Regions from separate parts of the Drosophila melanogaster genome. Here region 1 is linked to region 2. A link is a contact called in public Hi-C data. All regions are on one chromosome and are shown on one strand. The core of a region is the stretch at or near the end of the contact, and the rest is flanking DNA. Distances in the headings are between cores, read along the strand shown. Region 1 holds the start of jagn (jagunal). Region 2 holds the start of Jhbp2 (Juvenile hormone binding protein 2).

Region 1 (2,753 bases), core at 76-2,575, 820 kb before region 2:
GTATATGGATAAGAGTCTATTTAATCAATTTGAAAACGGTATCAACTAACTTTCAACTAACAATAACCTTACCGCCGACGCTTCGCTCAGTTTCGACCATATGTTTCCCTTCCTGTATGACTAAGTGTGCGATACCTTAACAGCTGCATAACTTTAGTTTACCATAGTTTCATTACGCTTTTGTGCACTAGTGTTTTGAGTTAGTTTCAAGTTTCCAAATTATTTACAACTAGCCCTGCATTCCGGCGTTTACTAGTTTGGCGAGTATTTAGATTACTGGAACTTGCGCGTGGCAGTTCTGGCCTTCCAGGCCTTGACCAGGTTGTAGGCGAAGTACAGCGTAAATCCGTGCACCTGGAAGCCCACAAAGCAGAAGGCATACCAGAAGACGCCGTACGGATAACCCTGTAGAAAAACCGAGGTTTAGTAGGGCGGCTCTTGAGGGATTAACTGGCCCAGCCACTTACGCGCCACACAAAGATGTCTGTCTCGTCCAGCTCCACCGACTTGTCCAGCGTGGCGAACTCCCACACGTCCGAGAAGTAGTAGGCGAAGCAGTAGAAGAGTGGCAGGATGGCGAATAGCAGTATGGCCACCATATACTTCTGCATTTCGCGCACCTTGTTGCCCCTGGCGGCCGAAAGGCCCAGGAAGGAGGTGAGCAACGACGCGGCCCACACGTACTCCCACCACAGGGGCGGTGGGACCTCCAGCTCCTCGATCTCCAGCACAAAGATATCCAGGTGGTCCAGAATGTCCGACGTCAGCTTGGCCAGCATCACGAAGAACAGCAGGGCGTGAAAGAAGATGCAGTACTTCAACCTGGACTTGTTCAGCAGGCTAAAAGAGCAGAGAAAGTGGTCGTTCAGTGGCGGATCTGTGTGGGTGAGCCCCATATTGGGGCGCACATGCTGCCCAGCTGGCACTTTGCCCACCCGCCCCCTACAGCAGCAAGTGGGTGGGTGCAGCAGCTCCAGGGTGCTCCGCCGCCCTGGCTGGACGCCACCTGCGATTCGGCTGCAGTAGGTGCCGCCTGCAGGTGGATCTACTGCCACAGGCGCCCCAGTAATTAGATAATTTCGAGTGTAGCTGAGAGCTGGCGATAGCACGAAGTGTTATTAACCTAATTTGATATGTGCCAGCTACGCGCTGCCTGAACTCGAAGTCGTTGCCATCGGTGCCCGCGACCATTGGTCCGCCGCGCGTTGCCATTTCGTTGCCTTCGTTCGTGGGTCGTGTCGTTCGCTCACGTCGTTGCTTATTTTTAATAAATAATTGCACAAAAAATAGGGCTGGCACTAGAATCGATGTGTGTGCGATACCATCGCTGCCACCAAAAAACTGGCGCACATCGATACGCTCCTCGCTACCATCGATTACTTTCGCTTGAAAGCATAGCAAATAACCGTTAGAAAGAGAGGGGAAATTCCGCTAAGTTTTAGAATGTTCATTTTCAGAAAGTCTGCCATGGAAACTATTAATACATCTGCATGGAAACTGTTTACAAAACATTAATTAAATTAAATAATTAGCCTTTTAACTGTATTAGCAACACGTGATTAGTCATATTATTTAATTATTTTAACTTATTCTATTACAGTTATTAAACAGTTATTAGTTTTAATAAAGTGGCAATGTGGTCGTGGTGACTAGCTCCGCTTAGGGAAATTTTAATTGGGAGGATGACTTCGCTAGGTGTGTAACCTCGCTAATGCTGTGTAGAATAAATGTGTTATACTTACATACGTAGAACTTCAGTTTTTCTCTAGTTAGTTTCGGCAGAATGTAGATAGATATTCGAACTAGTCGCAAATGAGAACGATTTTTTAAAGGTAATGCTGAGAGTTTAGCATTGCTAATCTGAAAAGTGGGCTGGTGAAAAATAAAACCAAACCTATTCTTAATGGCATTAATGGCACTTAATACTTTAATTTTCATATCTTTTTTGCACGATTTTAGAAAATGAGGGCTGGTTTTAATACTCCGATTGAAATCTTCCATCCATATGAGAATTATTTCTACTAAAAGTACAAACGCTAGACTAAAATGAATTGAATTGCATTCCAATTCCAATATGTCTTATAGACCAAATGGCAGAACTAGTAAGATTTAGTAATGATTAATGATTAATGAACGGGTCGCGATGAAAAATATTACTCGTAGATTAAAAAAGAAGTATTCTAGATTCCTTTTTCAACGAATATGTATCAGGTGAAAGGAAGTGTTTTTCGAGCCAATAAAGCATATATTGGTAAGGAACACTAGCCGAATCGAACTGGCCATGTCCGTCCGTATGCACGTCGAGATCTCAGGAACTACATATATAAGAGAGATTAATTTAGTTTTATTGCTATGTCAGAAAATGTTGAAATTCATGTTTGAACTTTCACTAGCAGAGAAAGGAGTATCTAATAGTCGGGGAACTCGCCTGTAGCGTTCCCTCTTGTTTTAGTTTCTCCGTACCTTGTTTTTGAATTTGAACTGCAGTTCCAATTTTTCGAAGCCAATAATGCCTAGTGCGTCAAGCCGAAATTATCATAATTGGGTGCAAGTGCTCTTTGATGGGATTATGCAAATTGGATGCAGCTTTGTGTCCCAATCAGTTTTCCAGATTGGAAGCAGTGGGTGTGTCCGGCGGACTTTCGGCGCTCTGTCAACTGGCCAGCACCTGTTGCACCGAAATCCATAAATCAATCTGCCACGAAACAAGAAACAAGCGAGGAAAAGCCAATCTGCGAAAATAGAGAGGGCGA
Region 2 (2,793 bases), core at 58-2,557:
TGTTAAAAAAGCCACTGATACTTCTTTAAAGTTTATTATAAAATAATATTATTTACTTTGTCCGATGGTAAGCAAAACATATACTCAATTAGGCGCAGAATGTAATATTTCGTGTCTTCTACTCTTAGAGTAAGTAATTATCTACATGTTAGTTAGTTAGTTAAGCGCTAGTTAAACGCATAAGATATGATTTGTGCGTAAGCGTTCGGCATTTCATTAAACTATAATCGTATATGATTTTTAAGTGGACACTAAAAAGTCAAGTGTATAAGTCAATATAAAACTATGTTTAGACAAATTAGTTATATATTTAACTTCTTATTTGTTCTCGTAATTTGGAGCACTCCCGCACGAATCACGAGGCCCTTCCACCTCCAGTTTACAATTTAAATGCAAAACAGACAATGGTCAATAACCGGAATCGTTCCCAACAGTACACAAAGATCCCCGAAAGGTTTTGAAAGACAATTGCATTTCGTTTGGGGGCAAGTCACCATACCATCAATACCTCAACGCGCTGAGCAAATACACGTTTCTGAATTATTAGGGTTAACACACTCTGTGACTGGCTCAGTGCATGCTTTGTTATGTATGGATGGATGGATGGATGGATGGATGAATGGATGATGAGTGCCCAAAGCAGATTTGCCACCCGCCTCTTGGAAAGCTCGTGGTTCTAATCGCACCGCTTGACCTTTTGGCCACAAGTGGAAGTGCGGCCCACGAAGGGCTGAAAGGCAGCATAACAAAGAAATTCATCGCAATACTGGGCTAATACCGGCTTGTAGAACCGCTAATGATGGCAAGTCGCTCGGATGATTCATGACAGCCTCATTACCAGGCTGCAATCGCGGCTGTGGGAGGTTAGGCTCCGAGTCAGAGACCCTTTACACTTAACCTTCGGGCCTGCGGCCCCGGCAAAATTACTACCCGCAAATGTACACCGAGAAAAATCGTGAGGTAATGTAGTATTAGGTATTGGGCTATATTATCAAAACGGGAATGCAATCTGCGGGTAGTAAGAGCAGGGATATCCCATTTCATCCCATAGGCATAAATACTTACTTAAATCCAACATTTTTGGAAATATCTTTCAGACCTAAACCCAAACTCTAAATGCGTGTTTATATGTTATATGGAACTCAAAGCTTAAGGTCCCAGCCGACGGACTGTCTGCCCCACCGATTTCTGGGGTGTGGCAAGAAGGCCTGTTGTTCGGTTTCCCTTCGCCATCTCTTTCGCTGCATTTTCGCCAGCGCTTTCGAGCTTCTGGCTGGTTAAAATGGCTTGGACCAACGCAGGCCGAGCTCATTCCTCAGCCGAGTCGCGTGAAAGTTGGACGCAAAGTAAGCGCAGAGACGAAGAAAGCAGAAGACAGCAGACAGTCGGATTCTTTATTCAAGAACAAACAGTGAACTGGTTGGGGATTGGCTGTGTGACCCACTTCCAGACCGAGACCGAAGACAGAATTTCGGCCCCAAAGTGAAACCCAATCGCAGCTCGTACTTGGGCGCTTTAAATTCTATCCCGACTTTTTCACTTTCGCTCGTAAAGAGCGCGGGCTGCGTCATCTGGGCGAAATTAGCATATCCATATCCAAAAGCTGCTAATCAATTACGAAACTAGAAAAGTGAAACACAGAGTCCATCTTAGCCAACTTCCGTTTACTTGTACTTTCATGCAGACGAACCCGAAAAATGAGCGGAAAGATGGTCTTCATTGTGCTCGTCGCCGTGTTGGGCTCCACTTTTGCCCAGGAGCAGCGTAAGTAGTGATCAAATACTCGAAGTGTGATAAGTGATACCTATTTGGCTGAGCTTTCTAAGTTACATCACTTGCGACGACGACTTTAACTTTCCAGCCGGTCCTTGGACACGTCCACCGACCAACTTGGCCCAAGTGGCCTATGCATTTGGCAACAGCTAATTGCCCACCCTCAAAAGACGTGCTCCGGCAACAAAGAAAGTCGACTTGCGACGGATCTGGTCGGGTAGGTTCCAGAATGGCAATTGATGGCCACGATAACCTCGGTTAATAGTTCTGGCTTTGCAGTCACTTACCCGGTTCCATAAAGATCCCACTTAATGGGATTGACCTTGATTCAGTACTTTGCCGGCTAGCCTCTAAAAAACTCTACGTTCAAGTGCTCCGATTGTGCCATAATTTCTAAGAAATGCTCTGTACCAATCACAAGAGGTTTCTAACTCACATTGAGGGCACACTGTTTGGGAAACCTTCCCCCGAAACCCGTCATTATTATTAGTTTTCACACATCCCTCCCCACCACAACTTCGATAATTAACCCGGCCATAAACCTGTCGCCGGTTTTGTCCCACCCCATCGCATCCCAGCGATTCATAGTTCAGTCCGAACATGTTCGCAACGATCGTTGTGAGATCGGCAAGATAATTGTGAACTTGAACCCACGTCAACTGACGCATTCACCTGGGACATGGGAATCGCAATTACGGGAGGAAAGCGAATCTTCATTTTCATTGTGAGCCCTGTTGATTAATTCACTGGCCTCCGCCAGACAATGACATCCACGAACATGCAAAACATCACACATACATACACAGACCATTGCATTCGAAATGGACTCATTGTCTCACCACCCTCGAATTGGCCTTTCCAGCCTACTACCTGCAACAGTGCCCACGGGACGAGGCCCAGATAAACGAATGCCTTCGCGAAAGTGGCAACAAGCTGGTGCACTACCTGCAGAAGGGAGTGCCGGAGTTGGACATCTATGAGGTGAGCTGAAGATATGTTAAGACTCCAGACAACACGTTA

The links. Hi-C and Micro-C count contacts between places; a contact is called where the count stands out from the background.
Region 1: a contact with region 2 is called in a Hi-C map of the Kc167 cell line, with 1.7 times the contacts expected there. The contact joins the promoter of jagn here to the promoter of Jhbp2 in region 2. A contact is called at or near these places in 2 of 107 Hi-C or Micro-C datasets (both in the Kc167 cell line).

Annotation. Positions count from the first base shown.
Region 1 is chr3R:5,777,887-5,780,639 of dm6, reverse strand. jagn (jagunal) reads right to left here and starts at 1,325. Exons shown (of 3, transcript NM_169103.2): 1 at 1,124-1,325; 2 at 468-840; 3 at 1-405. The coding sequence starts at 1,212. The coding sequence ends at 274. All of the region lies in intron 1 of CG2082, which reads left to right.
Region 2 is chr3R:4,959,865-4,962,657 of dm6, reverse strand. Jhbp2 (Juvenile hormone binding protein 2) reads left to right here and starts at 1,307. Exons shown (of 7, transcript NM_141251.3): 1 at 1,307-1,346; 2 at 1,685-1,764; 3 at 2,636-2,754. The coding sequence starts at 1,698.